Regions from separate parts of the Mus musculus genome. Here regions 2, 3, 4 and 5 are each linked to region 1. The links are chromatin contacts, called in public HiCAR-type, HiChIP or PLAC-seq and promoter capture Hi-C maps. All regions are on one chromosome and are shown on one strand. The core of a region is the stretch at or near the end of the contact, and the rest is flanking DNA. Distances in the headings are between cores, read along the strand shown. Region 1 holds the start of Thg1l (tRNA-histidine guanylyltransferase 1-like (S. cerevisiae)). Region 2 holds the start of Trim7 (tripartite motif-containing 7). Region 3 holds the start of Trim41 (tripartite motif-containing 41). Region 4 holds the start of Slu7 (SLU7 splicing factor homolog (S. cerevisiae)). Region 5 holds the start of Ccnjl (cyclin J-like).

Evidence for each region. Promoter capture Hi-C pulls out the DNA fragments that hold promoters and counts their contacts. HiCAR-type assays count read pairs that join an accessible place to other places. HiChIP or PLAC-seq counts read pairs in DNA pulled down with a chosen protein or histone mark. Capture Hi-C pulls out chosen DNA fragments and counts their contacts.
Region 2: a contact with region 1 is called in a promoter capture Hi-C map of embryonic stem cells, with 4 times the contacts expected there. The contact joins the promoter of Trim7 here to the promoter of Thg1l in region 1. A contact is called at or near these places in 4 of 39 promoter capture datasets (embryonic stem cells, hippocampal neurons, liver and 1 more) and 1 of 115 datasets of contacts at active chromatin or transcription factors (astrocytes).
Region 3: a contact with region 1 is called in a HiCAR-type map of astrocytes, with 7 times the contacts expected there. The contact joins the promoter of Trim41 here to the promoter of Thg1l in region 1. A contact is called at or near these places in 6 of 39 promoter capture datasets (cranial neural crest, embryonic stem cells, hippocampal neurons and 3 more), 1 of 484 Hi-C or Micro-C datasets (uterus), 3 of 115 datasets of contacts at active chromatin or transcription factors (astrocytes, embryonic forebrain and embryonic hindbrain) and 2 of 9 other capture datasets (adipose tissue and liver).
Region 4: a promoter capture Hi-C map of adipose tissue shows a contact between it and region 1, with 3 times the contacts expected there. The contact joins the promoter of Slu7 here to the promoter of Thg1l in region 1. A contact is called at or near these places in 2 of 484 Hi-C or Micro-C datasets (CD4 T cells and muscle stem cells) and 2 of 9 other capture datasets (adipose tissue and macrophages).
Region 5: a contact with region 1 is called in an H3K4me3 HiChIP or PLAC-seq map of embryonic forebrain, with 5 times the contacts expected there. The contact joins the promoter of Ccnjl here to the promoter of Thg1l in region 1. A contact is called at or near these places in 2 of 115 datasets of contacts at active chromatin or transcription factors (astrocytes and embryonic forebrain).

What each region holds. Positions count from the first base shown.
Region 1 is chr11:45,953,648-45,958,031 of GRCm38.p6, reverse strand. It overlaps Thg1l (tRNA-histidine guanylyltransferase 1-like (S. cerevisiae)), which reads left to right and starts at 2,529. Exons shown (of 6, transcript NM_001080969.3): 1 at 2,529-2,757; 2 at 3,800-3,976. The coding sequence starts at 2,567.
Region 2 is chr11:48,835,101-48,839,484 of GRCm38.p6, reverse strand. It overlaps Trim7 (tripartite motif-containing 7), which reads right to left and starts at 2,014. Exons shown (of 7, transcript NM_001347446.1): 1 at 1,440-2,014; 2 at 553-648. The coding sequence starts at 1,958.
Region 3 is chr11:48,815,258-48,819,641 of GRCm38.p6, reverse strand. It overlaps Trim41 (tripartite motif-containing 41), which reads left to right and starts at 2,251. Exons shown (of 6, transcript NM_145377.2): 1 at 2,251-3,799. The coding sequence starts at 2,987. It overlaps n-TVcac7 (a tRNA gene), which reads right to left and starts at 1,100; the gene lies at 1,028-1,100.
Region 4 is chr11:43,431,473-43,435,856 of GRCm38.p6, reverse strand. Slu7 (SLU7 splicing factor homolog (S. cerevisiae)) reads right to left here and starts at 2,126. Exons shown (of 16, transcript NM_198936.1): 1 at 2,038-2,126.
Region 5 is chr11:43,526,561-43,530,944 of GRCm38.p6, reverse strand. It overlaps Ccnjl (cyclin J-like), which reads right to left and starts at 2,196. Exons shown (of 6, transcript NM_001045530.2): 1 at 1,978-2,196; 2 at 1,486-1,590. The coding sequence starts at 1,548.

The sequences.
Region 1 (4,384 bases), core at 1,280-3,779:
CCAGGAAAATAAACACAAAGTCTAAATTCAACTCACAAAACGCTGGAAACCACAGCACCACCACAGAACCACTAAGGATTTGATAGATAAATTGATGGAAAGAAAGTGGGAGTTTCCTGGGAAAGTCAGTACTAGGATTTGCTGTATATCTCCACATAAACCTATGCAATACAACTATTCGAAACTATGCTAAGTTATCCTAGTGTGCGGTGTTTCTACTATGTTTTTTTTTCTTAAGTTTTTAAGTCACTTAAGACAGGCAAGAGGCATGACAGAGATGGCTTATTGGTTAAGAACACTTGCTGCTCTTACAGAGGACTGGGGTTCAATTCCCAGTACCCACATCTGGGGTCCCACAACCACCTGTAACCGCAGCTGCAAAGAATCTCTCTCTCTCTCTCTCTCTCTCTCTCTCTCTCTCCCCCTCTCCCTCTCCCACTCCCTCTCCCTCTCTCTTCCCCTCTCTCTCTCTGTCTCTGTCTCTGTCTCTGTCTCTCTCTCTCTCTCTCTCTCACACACACACACACACTGGTCTCCTTGGGTACACATGAATAAACAATTAATAATAAAAGAAAATTATTTAAGAGAAAAAAAAATAGACTATTGCCTGGATCACACTCGAAAAGATTCTGTGAGCAGCCTGGGAACTGACAATTTCAAGTTTATCCTCCGAGTTTAACGTATGGAGAAGACTGTGGCCCACTGGAGTAATACTTGAGTCAACTGTTAGAAATCCTGTTTGTGTCTGCCATGCTGCACTGCCCAGGATCTCCAGTGGCTGTTGGTTTTAGGAAAAATCAATAGGAGACCAGCTGAAGGTGGCAAGTGCTCTCGTTTGTGACTGTGCCTTTCATCTTGTGACTAGCAAACAATCTGAGGGCCAATGCCACCAGACTAGGGAGTCTTTCACTAATTCTAGAGATCACAGCTTTAGCATCCATTAGTGATCCACGTTTGAGTTAATTGTTTCAAAGATGTTTATAAACAAAACAAAAGAACAAAACTGATTCTCTGAGCCCACCATTCTGTGTTTGAAACTAGCCGGCACTCTTTTGTAAAAGGCTTCCTCTCATCAACTGGCATTGAATTGTAGTTCTATATAAAAGACAAGAAAAGGGCCTTGTTCCCTTTAATAATCAATTGCCAGTGTAAGAAGTTAGTGTAACAATACTTCCAAAACTATCCATGAACTTTCCTCTCTTTGAGTATTGTTATGTTGCCTGGGCCTTCACTTATTCCATACATGATAATCACTCACTGTTGTTCTGATACTCAAATCACCTCAGATTTGCTCAGTGGCAGCACTAGTCCTCTGGGCTCATTTTGTCACTTCGTCTTATTACTCCTAGCAGTTCTTTCCCTTCTGCCACAACATGTGCCCCAGTCTCATTTTGTGTTTTCTGTGACTCATCTAACTAGGAGGCAGTCACTTCTTCTAGGAGTATACTCTAGTGGAGAGAGGTGTTAGCAACCACGAATTGTATGCCTATTGCTTTCAGGGTATCATTTCATCTGTGCCCAGTGGGCAAAGCTAGGAAATGCATTTTAAAACAATCCTGAGTTCAAGAGTGGGCAGATGGCCCTGTAATTATTATGTTTGCCAGGCAAGCGTAGAAATCCAAAGTCAAATTCTCAACATTCAGATATAAAGTGGGATGTGGAAGCTTATACCCATCAGCCCCAGTGTGAGATAGGCAGAGAGAGGAGGCTCCCTCAAACTTGCTGGCCATCTAGTGACTTCTAGGTCAACCAGTGAGAGCCAGGATCAGTGAAAGGCAGTCTTAAAATTAAGATGAAGGGGGATTGACGAAGATACTTGATGTCTTCCTCTGACCTCCACAGATGCACATAAACTCACCCACACACATACAAAATCTTTTAATAGTGATGAGTACAAATTTTAAATTCACCTAATGACATATGGCAGGGTAACCTGCCTCTGGTATTCACTTTTGGAAAGCCTGAGAAAGGAAGGACACACCATGTGGCTTCCAGGGATCAAAGTTATCACACCTGGCATCAAGCATCTTTACAGACTGAGTTGTCTTGCTGGCCCTTTCTTTGTTTAAATCACACTTTACTGGAACAACCACTAAATAACTCTAGAAAAAAAAAAAAAAAAACCAAACAGGGTCAATGGAAGAAAATACAAAATTGTACAGATGATCAATTTCTATTTTATGTTCCTTGTTTAAACTTACCTAGAAGAATCTAGAAGATCCTCCCCACCCCATCCCCGAACTATAAAGTGATAATTTAGTGTATTTCATCTTAGCAAGGAATTTAGAAATGCTACTTAGAAATGCTTTATAAATGCTATTTAGAAGTACAAGACAAAAAGGTCACAACTATACTTTTAAACTTGGTCACAAAACAACATCTGATAGCTTGCGATTTGCTGCCTACGGGGTAACAGACAGGCACCCACAGCCCAGAAGAACACGCCTGGCAGCCAGCTGAGTTGAAGGCAATAGAGTCAATAGAGAAACCTCCACCGTGGCTAGAGCGGCTCTGACAGCGACAGGAACTTCCGGGGTGGGGCCCGTCCATTGCTTCCTTATGGCGAATGTGGGCTTTCCGCACAGCGAGGATCGGCAGTCTTTTGGCTGCTACTTCCGTTATTTTAAGACGGTGCCTGAGATTGGGGGTGGCCATGGCCAAGAGCAAGTTTGAGTACGTGCGGAATTTTGAGGTTCAGGACACATGCCTGCCGCACTGCTGGGTGGTGGTGCGGCTGGACGGCCGGAATTTCCACCGGTGAGCTGGAGGGGCGGGAGACCGCGTGGTGCGCCCACACTTCCGGGAAGTGCGCCTCTCGTAGTTACCGGGGTAACGCGACAGCCAATGAACACTCAGCATTGAGCGTCGCCTGAAGGACTTGCTAGGTGGTTGAGATATTTAAAAGGAACTGGGTACTGTAATTGGTGAAAAACCCGTGCTACTTTAGCTGAAACCAGTTTGCAAGAACTTTGTGTGTGTGTGTGTGTGGGGGGGAGGTGTCATTTCTCGGTCCACTACTTAAACTTCAGTCACACGTGCGACCCTTTTGTTATTTTTGAGAGTTGTTAAGAGGCCCGCATAAGCCTAACTGTGGTCATGAGTTGATAGTATGTCCCGTTCTCATAGTCAGCTTCATATTACATGAACTGACTGCACTAGAGTCAGGAAGAAAAAAGGAGAGTAAACTATTGGGGACTTAATTTCAATAAAGGGCTATGTTATTCGTTATTACCATTTTATAGCTGTTTAAGTACATAGAGCTATAGTAATGTTTATTGAGCACTTAGTAAGAGCATTTTGATCTCCTAATCAGCAATACAACCTGATAAGGTAATAGTGTTCTCAATTCACCCAGTAAGGTGAAACTTCACAGAAAAGTGGATTGAAGCCTAGCAGTTGTATCCCTTTTTGTCAGTGTGTCAAAGTAAGAAAGAAAAACGTGTTTTTTTTTTTTTTCTGTACATGCTTATGCGTAAGTTTAGGGTTAATGTTGGGTGTCCCTCCTCAGAGCTGTCCTCCTTGTTTTTCTTGAGACAGTCTCTCATGGAACTTCCTTGGAACTCACCAGATACTCTAGCCTGGTGGTCATCTAGCCCCAGGAATCCTGCCTCCACCTCTCCAGCACTGGGATGACAAGCAGGTGCCACCAAGCCCCCACCCTGTTTTATGTTTTGGGGCTAGAACTTGGTCCTGACAGTTTACCTACTGAGCTATCTCTCCATCTCTCTTAACTGCCTCTGTGGATGGTGTTGGTGATGACACTCTCCACCGCTTGTGCCCCTCTCTTTCCTCTATGAAGGTTTGCTGAGGAGCACAACTTTGCCAAACCTAATGACAGTCGGGCCCTCCATCTGATGACCAAATGTGCCCAGACAGTAATGGAGGAGCTGGAGGACATTGTGATTGCGTACGGCCAGAGTGACGAGTACAGCTTTGTGTTCAGGAAGAAGAGCAATTGGTTCAAAAGAAGAGCCAGGTGAGCTTCAAAACCAGCCTCCGCTAGGATGCTCTCCCGTTCTCTGCTCCTCTGTTTCTCATGGCGACAGCTGAGATCCTCAAAGTTGTGGGTGATGCTGCATTTACAGAGTGTACATGTCCTATTTTGACTGTTTCCTTCCAATGAGATCTGAAAATTCTTGTGCTGTGTATTTTTTTTAAGATGCTTTCTTTATTTAATTCTTTTCCTTCTGTATCCTGTCAATCCAGCTTCCAGACTGACCTATTGAATAGTTAGACGGATAAGCAGAGACTTAAGCAGAGACTTTGAGAGAAAAATAGAGTACTGGTGATTCATGGGTAGCATTGCAGGGTCACTCTTTCCATGTATTAAAGAGTTATTTAAACTTTTTAACAAGGAGATCCATCTTATATTGAATTTGGTAGT
Region 2 (4,384 bases), core at 765-3,264, 2.9 Mb before region 1:
AAGGGCTTCTCTGTGCAGTTTTGCTATCCTGGAACTCATGCTGAAGACCAGGCTGGCCTCGAACTCACAGTGATCTGCCGGCCTTGACTCAATGTGCTGGGATTAAAGGAATGTGCCCCCACTGCCCAGCCAGAAACCTCTAATTCTTAAATTAAAGCTCAGAAAACAAAACGTTTTCCTCACTGTTTTTTTTCCTCCTGTGGCAGAACATGCCTCAGGCATGTGTGGCTCCTCACCGTATGTTCCTACTTAATATGACGTGTTTCTGTGAAGAAATGCTAATGCATTCAAATTACAAGATGCTGCTACAGGTCCTAACTGGTTTGTTACGAATGACTGTGCACCCTAAAGATGAATTGAACAGCTCTAGTTTATATTATAAATTATATAGTCAACCTCTGTAATGTATACCATATTGTCTTTCTGAAATCCACCCTACTGTTTCAACCATATTCTCTCTCTCTCTCTCTCTCTCTCTCTCTCTCTCTCTCTCTCTCTCTCTCTCTCTGCCTTGGTCATCCACAACCCTATGCTTCTCACACTTGGACTCACTAGAAGCTCCTTGCTCTCCCTCTCCTCTGTTGACCGGAACGCTTCATAGTCTTCCAGTACCTTCTTCAAGGCCCTCAGCCTGGAATCCAGCAACTCCTGTGGTAGAAGGAAGACACGTGGTCAGAAAATTCTGGATACCCTCTCGTGTACTTTCCTAGAACCATCCAGGAGAAAGCCAAGATTCTGCTCTCAGGAGCAGGAGACTGGATAGATACCATCTCTGGCTATGGGGTGAACAGAGACTTGCAGACTAAGCCTATTGGTGCAGAACAAATGCAGGGGAACTCCAAAGGTCCGGGAGTCTCACTTCCTCAAGGGCATCAATCACGTGGTCTGCGGTGAGAATCGAGACTCCCACCTTGGTTCGGTCTATCTTATCTTCAGCTCTCCTCTCATCCTGTAGGAAGGCTGGAGCACAACAGGGCAGCAGAGACTGGGAGCTGCACACGCCTCTTGTGCCGCAGCCTATCGAGGGACAGACTAAAAGGGAAGATGCCCAGAACCAATGGGCTTCACAGCCCTTCAGACAGACCACCTAACCCAGGACGCTATTCTGTGTTCTTCCTCTTTGAACTTGGTACTTTGTGTAGTGCCACGCCCCTGGGAACGCAGTAGGAGTGTGGCAGTGGATATGTGGGCGTGACAAACAGAATTTCTCCTGGGCAGAGTTACATTAGCGGTTGGGGACAGACAAGATTTCAAGTCCCTGGGGCCATCTTCCAGGCCTCCAGGCATCGGGCTCTGAGGGACGAGAAGAGATGAGGGGAAAACAGTTTTAGAAAGAGAAAAAGGAGACCGGGGCTTTTCTGTAGGACCCTGCCTGCAGTCCGCAAGGAGAGCTGGGAGGGCTGGAGCAGAGCCAGGGCTCCGGGACATCCTGCACCCACCTTGGCCTCCTGCACCGCCTCCTCCAGCGGCAGCACGGCGTGCGAACGGTGCTCGCGGGCGCGGTCGCACACCACGCAAATGGCGCGGCCGTCGTCTTGGCAGTAGAGCTTAAGTTGCTCTCCGTGTTGGGAGCACCGCGCAGCCGCCGCCCGGGCAGGCACCGCTGGAGTCCCGCGCTCCCCGGGGGCGGTGGGGGGCAGGCTGAAGCGCCGAAGGAGCGAGGCCACCGCGGCCAGCTGTCGATTGGGTCGCAGCTGGCTGGGGCGCGCGGGCTCGCGGCACTGAGGACAGGGCAGTGGGCAGGGCAGCGTGCGGGTCGCCGTGCCGGTCCCAGCTCCGGGACGCTCCCAGCAGCGCATAATACAGGCTCGGCAGAAGCTGTGGCCGCATTCGACTGACACCGGCTCCCGGAAAAACTCTAGGCAGATGGAGCACGTCGCCTCGCCTTGGAGCTCTGCCGCTAGGGCCAGCGCCTCGGCTCCTGCGTTCGGCCCGGTCCGCGGCCCCACAGTCGCCATCCGTGTCCTTAGTACATTCGAGTCTTGTGGCTTTGGGGAGGTCCCTGGATGCTACTGTCCAAGCTGGGCTGAGCTCCGAGTACCCACTGGGCGAGGAGGGGCGGGGCCGGCAGCGGGCAAGCTGAGACGTGAGCCGAGGGTGCACCCAGCTGAGAATGGAGGCAGGTGCTGCCCTTTCTCTGGGTTCCCAAAGCCACCACCCTAGCCCCGATCTCCCTTTTGTCGACCCCCCTTCCACCGCCTTTCTAGGCCGCCCAGTATGGCCCAGTCAGCAGTAGGGAACTGTCGGGGACAGGTGAGCGCGCAAGGCCAGCTGGGCTCCACTCCCAGTAGCTGACCTAGGCTGACCCTGCCCTACAGGGGCAAAGGCCTGGCTCCCGGGACAAGGTGTCTGGTTCCCCGCATACCGACTCATCCTGGCACTGCGCTGAGCTAAACTTAGGGTCTGGAATTTGGCTCTACCTCCTCATCCCAAGCGTGGCCTTTTGTCCACTTTTGTAACTACATCATCTCTTACAGTTATCCCTTTAATTTTGAACAAGTAATACAGCCATTTACCCTCATTTCATTCAGAATCCACACCTACCCCAAATCCCTCTGTCTCTCCCCAGCTGGTATACAGCTGGGTTCCAGGGACCGTTTTGTTTTTGTTTTTGGAGTAGTTTTTCTATCCTTTCATTCTGGAGGCCACTTGGGTCAAGCTTCTTTCTCTGCCTCTCTCAAAACCTCTCTTGTCAATGTCTCTATCCACTCGCCCAATTCTAACCGAGAGTTGCAAACCTCACCTCTCTGGTGTGTCTGTCCTTCCTCACAGCATTTTCTCCTCGCCACTCGGGATGCTACCACCTCCATTTCTCTCCGGTCTATGACCTCCTACTTTCTTCTTGGGTTCTAGAGTCCCCCACTCGGCTCCTTGCCCTGGTTCAATCCCCCGGCCTCAGTCACCACACTCTACAATCGCTTCCATTTTTAAAAAATTTTTTTAACTTTAGAGAACCCTTTCAGAGCCCATGTCTCCACAGTATCCATCAGAGCCCTCTGCTCAAACCCCACCAGTGAGTGGCTGCTAACTCCCAGGAAAGAAGTTGAAGTCTTCATAATAACCTCAAGGCTCTTGCTTGACTCTCCTCTTCCACCATGGGACGTTTTAAATTTTCTGCAAACTCACCTACAATTATTTTGAAGATAAGGAACATTATTAGGTCAGTTGAAGAAACAAGTGAATCCCTGGACTAAAGAATGGCCACCGGTTTCAGGCACAGGACAACTGATGGTGAGCTAAGGCTCTTCTGGTTCACCAAGAACTCAGAGTCATGACATCGAGGACCTTCGGTGATGTGTTATTTGCTGGGCCTGGTGGCACAGACCTGTAAATCACAGCGTTAAAGGGCACGGGGTCAGGAGTTCAAGGTCATCCCTTGTCATAGCCATCCCATCCCCCATGGTCAGCTTGGGTTATATGAAACCCAGCTTCAAAAAAAAAAAAAAAAAAAAAGTTTTTTTCTGTGGAACTCTCAAGTATCTCGCTTATGCCTTTGCAGTTTTTATTTTAACTTGGTCACTTTTTCTATCCAAATCTCTCATTCACATACAATATGTAATCCAGTGTGGCAAAGACCTCTTGAGTATACAGCAGAGCACCTGACTCACGGGGACACCATATTGAAGCAGTTTGATTAGTTTATGGTTGACCTGCGACTGTCACCCAGACACACAACTAGCTCTTTACCAGCGAGCCAGTCCCTGGGCTCATCTCGCTGATCTGTCTTCTGGCCAAAATCTGTACAGTGTGATACCCGGCGTCTCCAGGCCTCCTCTCAAATGCTACTTTATCCATGAAGCCTACAGACCATCACACACAGATTTTGTTACAGGGCCACAGACTTAATAGGCCCTGAGATCTTAGCACAACTGACTCCATGATGGAAGTGCCATTACAGGCTGTCACACTCAGCGTTTAGACAGCACCACCTGCCAAAAACCTAATCCATCTAAAGCAAAGACCTAATCCATCCAAGTCTGCATCGCTCTGAGGAAAATCTCTAAATGTACTAACCTTGCTTCTATAGATCTGCTTCTGGCCAACTGTTCTGGTTAACTGAAGAATGTCAACTCAGACCATGCTTGTGTATTTAAAAGCTCACCCTGAGAAGGGCTCGGGGCTACACTGGGATCCTGTAAACCCAGTGTAGTAGTCAGATGACAAATAAAGACGTTCTATTGGCTTCTACCCATGTCTGAGCAGGAGTCTATGGTGAATACCTTACAACAATTTACGATTGGCGGTGGGGGTAGGGATTGGAGATGGTTCAGTGGGTAAGTACAGAAAGGATCCAGGTTCTCAGAACCTGTTTACAACTGTAACTAGAGTTACAGAGGATGGAGTGACTTCTGACCTCCTTAGGCACTCATAGTACACATACATA
Region 3 (4,384 bases), core at 1,002-3,501, 2.9 Mb before region 1:
TCTCCAAGCTGACCGATTCAATCTGACTTCTCTCAGCTTCTCCTGAATTGCTCTGCCTGGCCTCAAATTAACTCTAGCAATCTGTTCTAGTCTTCTGTCTCCTTCTCCTTCTCTGGTTCATTGTGTCTAGCATGTTCTCATGTCATTCTGTTTCTCGCCCCTCATGTAGCCTCTCTTCTCTCTTCTCATGAGTGCTGGGCAGACCCTGTTCTGTCAAATCTTTCTGATTCTTCACTTTATCTGTCACCCAATTAGACATCACTTTCAGACATGGCTGCTTCCTTCTACCCTCTAACTTTACCTCCCTCCGTTGTCTGGGATTAAAGATGTGTGCTAAGGGTGTGTCTATATTCCATCCAGAGGGATTAAAGGTGTATGTTGGGACTGAGCCACACCACAACTAGAAAAAGTTTTCTTTCTTTCTTTTTTCCTTCAGTAAACAACACAATCTCTGGATTCACAGTGTGAGCAGATATCCTGCAACACATAATTTAAAAAAGAAAAAAGAAAGAAATATGAGCTAGAGTTGAGGTTCTCATCACACGGAACAGCTTTCCTGACTAGAACTGCAAGTCCAAACCTAACTGATGGTTTGGAAGCTCACAGAGATAGGCCTTCAGGCTCTTGGGGTCCTAGGCTCATTAGCCATAGGCTGGCCACCAGCACAGCTAGTCCTGATATCTGGGCATATCTAATAGGTGGTGAACTGGCTAATGATGATCAGCCTCCTGGAATTTGCCAAATGGTACCCATTTCTTACTTATCTTCCAGCTTTCCAAATTAGTGGTCTTTGTCCATCTTTGTAATAGTGAAGACAGCATAGCACTCACTATCTTGCTTTGGTCACAAAAGTGCTTCAAATCGTTGTCCTTTCTAAAGGACGTTCATCCCATGTAGTTTTAAGAACCCATTGCTTGTGATTAAGAGCCTCGTGCTTTACCAGTTTTAATTATTACAGTATTATGAAAATGTCACTGACGTCCAAAAGTGCCCTTGTCTTGGAGAGGTAAAAACGCAGTCTAAAAGTTGTTTCCGCCCGGTTTCGAACCGGGGACCTTTCGCGTGTGAGGCGAACGTGATAACCACTACACTACGGAAACTACACATTCTAGGAGGCAACTGGGAAGTACTTAAAGCTACAACTGGACAGACTTACGTTCACTTCTTAAAACCAGACTTGCTCCATGGTTTGTTCAGTTGGAGGTGCTCTGAGTCACGGTACCCAACTAAATCTGGGCTGCGCTCAGAGGATATGGTGCGTCAGTTATTTATGACCCACAAACAAAACAAGCAAAAAACCAAAACCAAACAACCGCACGAGAAATGCTTTGGATCTACAGGGATAGAATTCTCTCATAAACAATTTCCATTTCGGATGAAAAGACATGAAAGGTATGCACGGCCCACATAAAGTACTAAAGTTTGAGTAAACCCATAGCACTTGAAAAATATGTTTATTTAATGAGAACACACAGACTTGTCTCAAAACCCAAAGGACTATGTTTTCGGAAAAGTGTCTTTACTGGCCGGCCAGCCTTCCTAGAGAAATTCTGTTTTCTTCTATAGACGAGAATATGGTAGAGTAGCTAGCCCTTAACCTCTTTACCAGATACTAGAAACCGTTCTGACCGTTTTACATGACGACATCCTCACAAAATCCTGTGAGGCAACAACTCTGATTTGTTTTATATGATTTACGTTATATTACTATATACTTTATATAGCCATTCAGAGTACCGAATACACTTAACGTTGCTTGCCCTCCTATATATACTCCAGTGTTCAGCCACCTTCACTTTTTAAACTTAATTCATTCCAAAGATTCTCTGTCATATAGTTGAACACTGTTGCATTTAATATGGATGTGGATATTAATAATAAATGATGGGACAAGTGACCGGTTGGCAGGATTTGGTTTTGTTTTGCTGGCTTGCTTTGACTGGTTGGTGGTTGTTTTCTGGGACAGGGTCTCACTTTGTAGTCCAGGTTTGATAAACATGGAACTTGCCACAGTTCCGCGGCCTCTGCCTCTACAGTGCTGGGCTTGCAGGAGCGCTGTGGTCCGCCAGCAAAGTGGCAGTTCCTAAAGCCGGCGAGAAAACGCCCAGTCCAGCGGGAGGGCGGAGCCTTTCGCTCCAGTCCCAGCCGGTTTCGTCAGGCTCCGCCCAGAATCCCGCTCGGAGGGACCCCCGGACTCGCAAACGAACGAACAAGTTTCGGGTCTAGAGGGGCCGGAAATATGAGGACGCTGAGCGGGCCCGCCCCTCAGCTTCCGGCACTGGTCCTGGGAGTCCCTTCTGCAATCGTCCGTGCCTGGTCGGTAGGATGGCGCTAGGCCGCTGCGGTTGGAGCACGGAGAACAGGGCGCTGCTCAACGTCCTCGCCACCCTCCGCTGTCCGTTCCCGCTGGCAGGGCATGGGGGCGCCTTCCGCTCCGTACGCGTTCTTCGCGGCCAGTCATCACCGAGACGTGGGCCTCCGCCGTCCTAGCCCTCCCGTCCTGTTCCCGAGTGTCAGCTAGAGCGTCTCCTTCTCGTTTCCGGTCGCTCTGCAGCCTGGGGCGGGGCGTGGGAGAAGGGGGCGGTGCCTCGCCGGGAACTCGTGAGTTCAGGTAGTGCGGAGACGCCGGAAGCGTTGGGAGGGAGGCCGGAAGCCGGGGGGCGGGGCCAGGAAGTGAGGAGGGGCGGGGGTTTATGAGCAGGCCAGGGGAGCGTTGGGGCAGATTTGCACTCAGGTCCACCTGAGCGGCTTGTCGGTGGGGCTCCCCTCTGTCCCCTCCCCTCTGTGAGACACGGTGGTCGTCTGGGGGTAGGGGACTGTGCGTGGCGGGGTGGGCTGGTCGGAGGACATTCCTTTGGCCTTGCCGCAGGCAAGGTGCGGAGAGGTTGGGCTCGGGGTGGGGACGGGGCTTCGGGAAAGGGAGACCCCCCCGCCCCACCCCCCGCTCCCCCCACCGCACTTCTACCCTGGCTGACTGGACACTAAGATGGCTGCCGTTGCCATGACACCCAACCCTGTGCAGACCCTTCAGGAGGAGGCGGTGTGTGCCATCTGCCTCGATTACTTCACGGACCCGGTGTCCATCGGCTGCGGGCACAACTTCTGCCGAGTGTGTGTAACCCAGTTGTGGGGCGGGGAGGATGAGGAAGACAGAGATGAGTTGGATCGGGAGGAGGAGGAGGAGGAGGTCGGAGAGGAGGAAGAAGTGGAGGCTGTCGGGGCTGGCGGGGGCTGGGACACCCCTATGCGGGAAGAAGATTATGAGGGTGACATGGAGGAGGAGGCCGAGGAGGAAGAGGAAGTGTTCTGGAGTAGTGGTATAGGTGGGTCTAACTGGGACAACATGGACTATGTGTGGGAGGAGGAGGAGGAGGAGGAGGAGGAAGAACTGGACTATTACTTGGGGGATGTGGCGGACCTGAGAGGGGAAGATGAGGACGAGGAGGAGGAAGTGCTGGAGGAAGACGAGGAAGAGGAGCTAGACCCGATCACCCAACTGCCGCCACCTCCAGCCCCTCGGAGATGCTTCACTTGTCCCCAGTGTCGAAAAAGTTTTCCTCGGCGGAGCTTCCGCCCCAACCTGCAGTTGGCCAACATGGTCCAGGTGATCCGTCAGATGCACCCAACTCCTGGGCGAGGGAGCCGTGTGAATGAACAAGGCATCTGTCCGAGACATCAAGAAGCCCTGAAGCTGTTCTGTGAGGTGGATGAAGAAGCCATCTGTGTGGTGTGCCGCGAATCCAGGAGCCACAAACAGCATAGTGTGGTGCCATTGGAGGAGGTAGTGCAGGAGTACAAGGTGAGTAACACAGGGGCGGCAGAGTGGAGTCAGGATGGGGAGGAGAGAACGGGGACTGGGGATGGACGTGATGCCGGTTCTCCCAGCAGGACCTTGCCATTGGAAAAATGGTTCTCCCCGTCCAAGCACTGACTTCAAGGTGGGTAAATGAGAAGGATCCTCTAACTGGCTCTGTGGCTTAGAGACAGGCAGTGCTTCACTCCAGTCCTATTTTCTTCTGGGTGAATCTTAAGTCTTATCCATGACAGAGCTACTTCAGATGGGAAGGAATGGAGACCTAAAAGAACAAATGAAGGGTCTGAAACCGGAGCATAGAAATAACTAGTGTCAGGTTCCAAACACTTGTCTCTCAGCGGGTCCCACACTTATCCTAGGCTATGAGCTTCGTTGCTTTCTCTCTGCACCCAGTCTCATGTATTTACCAGAAAAGAGAGAGGCTCTTAGGGCAAGACGTCTTGCTCAAGTTTCAGAGTGTCTTTGAACTTTCATTACCACAGGCATATGGCCACCTTTTATAGATTATCGTTTATAATTCAGAGTCACTGTGAGTTTGATGTTTGCTATTCTCATTTTATTGATTGGGAA
Region 4 (4,384 bases), core at 877-3,376, 2.5 Mb after region 1:
AAGAACACTGGCTATTCTTCCAAAGGTCCTGAGTTCAAATCCCAGCATTACAACCATGTGTAATGAGATCTGATGCCCTCTTTTGGTGTGTCTGAAGACAGCTACAGTGTACTTACAAATAACAATAAATAAATCTTTAAAAAAAATTCAAAGACTTTCATACAGATGTTCCTAAATTAGCCCTCCTGCATGTCTCAAACTTATCTTCCATAGGAAAACAAACAAACAAACAAACAAAAAAACCCCAAAAACCTAAAAAAACCAGAGCACATCACTGTTCCCCTTGAAGGCCCAATGCCTTAACAATTACCAAAGTTCAGGGCTGGGGATGAAGCCTCAGTTGATAGAGCGTTTGCCTAGCAGAAGTTTGATTGCCAGTGCAACAAAAACTAGGCCTGGTGGTGCATACTTGATATCCAGCAATCTCGATGTGAATATAGGATCAGAAGACCAAGGTCACCCTTGGATATATAGAGAGTTCAAGACATGAGACCTTGTTAGAAAAAAATAGAGATGGGTCTGTCTACATTCAGGGATGCCTAGCATATCTAGTTCTCTCTGTCTCTGCCTCTCTCTCTCTCTCACACACACACACAAACACACACCACAAAATCACCCATATTCATAGTGTGCCTATTTTTATACCTCTGCTTTGCACTCCTCTGCTCTGGTCACTGACTTCATTTCCATTCCCGACCATTCCATGCCTTCTTTTGTCAGAGATTCTCATTCTTTGGCTTCTATAACATGTTACTGGTTTTCCGTGAACACCTCTCCTGTTCTCGACTTCTCTGCAGGCTCATCTATTTGCACACGTTTATTTAGAGGCTGATTCCTTACAGAGCAGCAAGAGCCTCACTCACCACTCTAAACAATACCAGTTGCCAAGATTCAGGAGGAACAGTATCCCACTACTGGGGTTCCATACTATCTCTCTGCCCTAGACTTTTCATTTGATCTTCAAATCTACACAACCAACTGTGTACATGACATCCACACCCAGAACACTAAGTATTTATCCACAGCATTCCTTAAACTCCATGACTTTCCTGTGAAATTGTGTCTGCCTCCATCTCCCGAGTTCTGGCTTTATAGGCATATGCCACCATAGAGGTCTGTGTATGGGGCAGGTGAGACGGTTCACCTACTGCTCCTGTAGACAACCCTAACTCAGTTCTCAGCATCTATGTCAGGTGGCTCACAACTGTCCCTAACTCCAGCTACAGGGATTCCAAGAAGACTACACACGTTCTTACAAGGGCAAACCCACCTACCTACTTATACACATAATTAAAATAAAATAGACTTAAAAATAAAAACAGAAGTGTTAGAAATCCGTGGTAGTATATACTAGAAGCACAGATTTAATCATCTTCATTTTAACAGTTACCATTTCTTTAATTTACCATGCAGACCGTCACCAAATCTTTACAACCACCCTATTTTATGGTGAGGAAACAAGTTTGGGGCGGGGGGGGGGGGGTTAACACCTTCAGATAACAAGACATTAGTGAGAGACGACAGATCGCAAACCCAAGCCTGACTTTAGTTGGTCTTTCAACCCCTGTTACAAACCACAGACACTGGAGTGCAGGCCTGTCACATTCAAGATTAAGAGGGACTGAAGTGTTTTGTCATTAGGTTCCACTGCTCTGCAGAGGGTCCGGCTCTCTCCGAGTTAGAACTTTAACAGCTCCCACTCACTGATGCAATACGGACATTCTAATTTGACCCTCACAAAATAAGATCATCTCCACCTAACGGAAAAAACTGAACCTCAAAGGAACTCTTTTGGGGACAGAGGGCTCAGCTTCGGTACGGGCTGCTCAGGATGTCCGGCTTACAGTGACCAGGGCTTTTCCTTGAGGAGTCAGCCTCGGTCCGGCTGAACGCGAGGGCGGCGCCTGCGTCCTGGGCCACAGTCTCCACCCGGGTCCGCCGTTCCACGACGGCTCATCACCGCGAGGACTCACTGCAGGGGATACCCGCTCCCCGAGGTCCCCAGTTCGTCTGCTCAATCTCAGAACCCCAACTTACCCAGTCGCGCCGCAGACCACTCAAAACCATCCGCCAGAAACGAAGCGACTCGGCAATGTTTACTTCCGGGTTCCCTGCCTTCTTCCGGCTGCGCAGAGATAACTTCCGGGAGATCGGCACATGCGCATTTGCAAGCGCTTGGCTCTTTTTTTTTTTTTTTTTTTTTTTTTTTTTTTTTTTTGACCCAGAAAGGCGAAGTGATGGCAGTGCAGCTTTCTTTCTGGAACAGCACAGAATCTTTTTTTTTTTTTTTTTTTTTTTTTTTTTTAAAGATTTATTTATGTATATGGATAATCTATAGCTGTACAGATGGTTGTGAGCCTTCATGTGGTTGTCGGGAATTGAATTTTTTTAGGACCCCTGCTCGCTCCGGTCAACCCCGCTCGCCCAGTCAGTCTCTGCTTGCTCCCACCCAAAGATATATAAGTACACTGTAGCTCTCTTCAGACACACCAGAAGAGGGCATCAGATTCCACTACAGATGGTTGTGAGCCACCATGTGGTTGCTGGGTTTTGAACTCAGGACCTTCAGAAGAACAGTCAGTGAGTGCTCTTACCTGTTGAGCCATCTTGCCAGCCTACAGCACAGAATCTTAGCAAAAATGATTATTGAAAATGCTGCAAAGGTCGGCGTAATGGCACACACCTTTAATCCTAGCAGAGATAGGCATATCTTTGAGGTCCTGGCCAGTGACATAGGAAGACCCTTTTTCAAACAAACAAACAAACAAACATCCCCATAAAAAACAAACTCCTGGAAAATAGGCGACTTTGGTGAATTTATTTTTCTTAAAAAAAAAAAAAAAAAAAGCCTTATGCCAGGCAGTGGTGTCACATGCCTTTAATCCTAGCACTTGGGAGGCAGAGGCAGGCAGATTTCTGAGTTCGAGGCCAGCCTGGTCTACAGAGTGAGTTCCAGGACAGCCAGGGCTACACAGAGAAACCCTGTCTCAGGAAAAAAAAAAAAAAAGCCTTATGTTTTTTGTGTGTGAGTTTGCACATCATTGGCGTTAGATCATCTGTGACTGGAAATGCAGATATATGTCTGTGAACCAGAATGAGTACCAAACCGGGGGCTTCTGCAAGAATGACCTGTATTGACTACTGAGCCATTGCTTGGCCATTTTTCTTTATGCTGTCTTGTGGTTATTTATACTTCCCCTACGTGAAGTGCTCTTCAGATATACAGGACTATAGCTAACGTCCCCACCACCTCAGTCAAACAGCCCAAAGTAGTAGACTTTTTAAAAAAGGAACTTGAAGTGGGTTAAGAATGTAAAAATAATTTTGATTTTTCAAGGCAGCTAAAGGCAGAGCAGAGTCCTGCGGACTCAGAGCGCAAGGCTTGAGAGAGGGACCAAGAAGGCAGGGATTATCTTTGGATGAACGCTTTCTGTAAAGCTAAATTAGGAGAGACTTGTATTAGCTGAGGACTCTATTATAAGTTTACCAACCAGGTACATTATTTCCCAGTAACAAGTGGGGATCACAAAGCTGGCCTGGGAACACCATCACTCAGAAAAACATGTCCTTTTAAAGACAGGATGGTGATATTATTTACACTTGCAGTGGACTGGGGAAAAGCAATGTTTCCTGTTGGTGAGAGGGGAAGAAAACCTCTCAAGGAATTAGACAATGTTCACGTGGAAGCTGTGGGAATGTATATAGATTTATTTTTGAAAGCAAGACTTTTGTGTGCTGGTGGTTTAATTCAGAAGTAGATGCAAAGAGAAAATAACAGGTTGAGGGGATAAAAGGAACAGGGAATAGAAGGGACAGTAAAAGTGTAAGTGCTGTGTGTGTGCTTGTGTCCATGCGTGCGGGGCCCCGTGTGTTGTTTTTATTCTTCAACTCCCAGAGTTAGGCTCTTTCTTTTGATGATTAGCATAACACTCAGTAAATATTTGTTGAATGAATTTAAAGGAAGCTTGAGTTACATATTTACTAGGAACATCCCTTTGCGCACAAACAGATTTAAGGAAGTGTAGGAAGACAGACCCCAGTCTGATGTGATGTCTGTGTAGGGAATAGCTCTCACCCCAACTGTAAAGGAGTTACACACATCAAACTGCTCTTGCATCTACCCAGATTACTGCTCTTCCTAATTTTTGATTCTACTCTACTGCGAGTGTTTAAACCCAGTATTGGCTGTTTCCCCATCTCACTTTATAGGTTTCTCCCAACCCCCTTTTTAGTTGAAAGTAGACAATTGCGTGCTCATTTCCCTCGGCTGCAGACTGATGTCTGTAAAGCCATTCCTCAAATGTTTTCTCTCCCTTTAAATTTAGATTTGATTCCTTTATTCTCTGGATGAACAGTCATCTAGTTGACATTAGGAAAACAGTCT
Region 5 (4,384 bases), core at 947-3,446, 2.4 Mb after region 1:
TCCCCCTCTCTCACCTCACCTGAATCTGGAGACTCTATAACAGGTCTGCCACAGACACTGAGTATGTTTTGCTGAAAGTGGGAGCCCAGTTCTACAGAGATCTACGGGCCCCAATAAGACAACTTCTGACCTACACTGGCCTGACAAACCAGTCGAGACTACCTCTCCCCTAAATTCATGTCCGTCTAGAACCTGAGAATGTGACCTTACTTGAAAGTCATATCCTTTCAGATGTACCAGTTAAAGTACAGTTACACCCTACTCGGGTAGGGTGGGCTCCTACGAGGAAACAGACACAGACTCTCAGACAGGAGATGACACAGAGGCAGTAAGTTAAGAGCATTCAGAGAGCTGAGGCAATTGAACCATGAATTTAAGGACTGCTTGGACTATACAGTACCTATACAGCTAGCCTGGGCTCCATAACAAGACCCTGTCTCAAAAGCAAACGGATCTTCTGTATCCTTCCAACATCCTGAAATCGGATGCCCACCAGCCTCTAGTACTTTGTTACAGTAGCTCTGCTTCCATTCACACCAAGTCTCCAAACAATCCTTCCCAGCCCAGGTACAGGAAGAAAGAGGCAAAGCCTTCATTCAGTCCTCTGGGTTTTCCCAGTTTCCCAGTGGCCAACAGCAGCCTCAGCAACAGGAGGTGAACTGAGAGGGGGATCAAGTTTCAGCCAGCCCACCTTCTACCACAGGAGGCCAACTGGCAGGGGAGTTTGTGTTTTCTCCCTTAGCTTTCTAGTCTGCAACCTCTTTCGGTTAAGGCTAGTGTGTCTTTTCTTTCTCTCGTTTTGAGACAAAGTGTCCCACTGTGTAGCCCTGTGCTTCCTGGAGCTCCTCCTGACGCTTCAGTTGACCTTGAACTTGTGGAGATCCTTCTGCTGTCTCCACAGTGCTAGGACTGCCCCCAGGCCAGACTTTTAAATTTCATTCAGTTCCTGCCTTAACAATGAATTCCCACCATCTACCTAATATTTCTTTACACCGAACTGTAACTTTACTACGTTTGCATAGATTTATTTAGGCATCTGCTTTACCACTGAGCTATGCACTAGTCTAGTAATTATATTTTAAAAGAAATTGCTACAACATCATTACAATGATAGGGAAAATCAGCATTATGTATAGTAGGTGGTATTATGTGTCTTTGAATTACACACTGTAATGGATACACAGTATTTTTTTTTTAATCCATTCTTGTACCATGTAAAGTAACCTCGGGAGGAAATCCAATGGGATACGAACTATTCTTCATTTAGGTGGCTGGTGAAAAACCGACTTCAAGTTCTTGGATCTCCAGGTCCTTTGCCTGGAAGAAGACCACACTCCCCATGAAGGTAAAAGAGCAGGCGCACAAATAAAAGGGCACCAAGAGTGCTGAGTTCCCATGCGGGGCATCCTGAAGACACCCACAGGAGACCGAAAGTGACTTTAAATACCCAGTCCTTGCGAGTGACAAGGGCGGGGAGGAACTGACCTTCTCGCGCAGAGTGCAGTGTACGTCCGAGGCGACGCGCCCTTCCCACCACGGCTCATCCATCACCGCCGCAGTTATGAAGCTACCGGGATCTCGGGGCGCACCCTGCGAGGACACCAGGAGCTTCAGCGATCGGAGACTCTTCCTTCACCCTGCCCTCAGTGACCCTGATCCTCCTCGGTCCCTGTCCCAGTCCGGGACGGGCGCCCCCTCCTGCCCTGCACCGTGGAGCTGGCTGTCGCCCGCTGTCCTGAAGAGCCAGCAGTGTCCCCGCTCCCCTCCCTCCGCCCGCCCAACCTGGGGCTATCTGGAACTGTGTGCAACAACTTGCAGAATATCCAATGTGCCCCTCTGCAAAAGTTGCAAAGTTGCGGGCTGTAGTAGCTCTCCCAGGGCTGGCTGGGTCACTGGCTCAGAGTCCCCAACTCCTCCCCCGCCGCCTAGCCTTTGTCCTGCTCGCACATCCTGCCCTCGAGCCGGGGCCAGACTCACGCATCGCTGTCCCGGCGTGGGGGGCCGCGGGTGGTGGGTCCCTTCCCGCACCGGGTACGTAGTGCCCTCCGATGGCCGCCCGGTCCCTGGCCTCGCGTGCTCGCGACCGCTGCCTCTGCAGCCCGTCCCGCCCGGCCACCGGCGCGCCCCTGCGTGCGCTCGGTCCCGCCGCGGCTCGCAGTTCGGGCCGCCGGGGGCCTCCCTCCCTCGCTCGGGGAATTGGGGGCCGGGCCTCGCGCATGCGCCGCCAGCACCCCGCGCCCCGCGGGGCGGGGGGCTGGGAATGGCAGTCTTTCTTTCCCCGGCGCTGAGCTGCGCTTCCTGCCCACCCTCCTCCCTCGCCCGGGCAGAAAGCTAGGCTTCACCTTCCCTGGGACTCTGGGGGCGATCCCCAGTGACCCTGCCCCCTTGATCCTGGAGCGCGGGGGACGCGGCGCCACCTGCGTGTGCCGCGCGTGGATCCAGCGGCCAGGACGCCCCCAGAAAGTTCTGACTTCCGCATGCGCTGCTCCTGCCAACCTGCAGACGCTTCCACCTGTCTTTCTTTCTTTTTCAGCCTGCCCTGCGATGGGGAGGTAGATTTTCAAACAATTCCCACAGGAGCCCCAGAGAAGACACCCTTGGATACGCACGAGTTCCTCTTTATAAAGAGGGCTCAGTGAGTATCTTATTGTACTCTTAAGCGTGCATCCATGCTGAGCATTGCAGGGAAACAGTCCTTGTGGCAGGTTGCGGGATAGAAAGCCCTTTTAATTTACTTGTTTTCAGAAAGGCATTTTCTGGAGCCTGCAGTATAATGGCATAACATCCTGCTGTGCTGATTTTTGTGAGCCCTTTGGTGATCCCACTAACTTAAAATCAAGTCCACCAACTACCTGGGTGTTTTTGTTCACCCAGTGTCTTAACCACTTAGAGCTTGGCTTTAGGTAATAGAGGGATACAAACTACAATAATCTGCTGGGGATACATTATGATTAAATGAGAAAGGACACGAAAGAGGATTACCACTAGGCCCGTTAGAAAGTCACCAGTCAATAAATAATTACACGAAAAAGACTTTAGTTTCTGCCTAGTTTTCTACAAGATAGATATTTGTTGTGGTTTGAGACATGGTTTTTCTGTGTAGCCCCAGCTGTCCTGGGACTTGCTCTGTAGACCAGGCTGGCCTTGAACTTGGCGATCTGAGGGAGGTCTTGTAGGACTACAGAGTCCTGTGAGCTGGGACTAAAGGTGTGTGCCACCATCATCAAGCCGCAAGTAAAATTTTACGGGTTAAAAATACAATTTAGTTTTGAAAGGCTACTATAGTACTGCATACCTGCGACATTAGCACTCAGAAGGCTGTCTGTAGCTTAAGGGTTAGGAGTTCAAGGGCAGCCTGAGTTACACAGAAGTTTGAACCCTGTCTAGGCTGAGGGTTTTTTGTTTTGTTTTGTTTTGTTTTTCTATGTTTTTTTTTTTAGCTTTGATGAACTTGTACTGAAAAGAAGTTTTAGCATTTATGAGCCCTCATAAAAATTTAAAAAATACCTGAGATTAAACAAATGTGATATATATGCAATCATGTATGCATATCTTTAGATCAATGTGACCTAAGACCTTCATGAAGAATCAGATGCAAAGCATGGACAGGCAGGCCATCAAAGAAAAAAAAATCTCATGCCCTATTCACTAACAAACAGATACAAACAGATACACAAGTAGATACACAGATACACAAACAGATACATAGATACAAACAGATAACAAACAGATACAAACTACAATTTTAAAAGCTGGAGCAGATCTTTATCAAAGATGTTTTTAGTGTTTGTTAATGTTTTCGGTTGGCATACAAGGTAATGGGTTCCTTTGTGGCATTTCGCACCTATGTGTCCTCATAGTTTGTTCTCAGTCATCATCTCTCCCCTACTGCCAAGGGACTCCTAAGGTGGGTAAATATACAACCTTCTTGGGAATGCAAATGCCATCTTTCTGAAAAACAACATAAATCAACAAGTTTCAAAGTATCATTGCATCCAACTACTCCACCTCCTAGAGTTTGAGGTCAGGTTGGTATCCATAGTGAGTTCTAGGCCAGCCAAGGCTTGCACAATGAGACCTCATCTCAAAAAAGAAAACTCGGACCGCCCCCCCCCACACACACACATCACCACGTGGGCAGTGGCCACACACACACACACACACACACACACACACACACACACACACCACGTGGGCAGTGGAATTGGATAAGGATGATCTTCTTATGACGTTTTTTGAGAGGAATGAATATGTAATGAGTTGGGGGTAGGGTAGCAGTCACAATATTGTAAGTAAGCAGGAGATGAGAAGAGGGTTTTACTCTTTCCAAGCATCTTTATTCACACACAAAAGAAATTGAAAAATAACCATAAAAGCATTGACT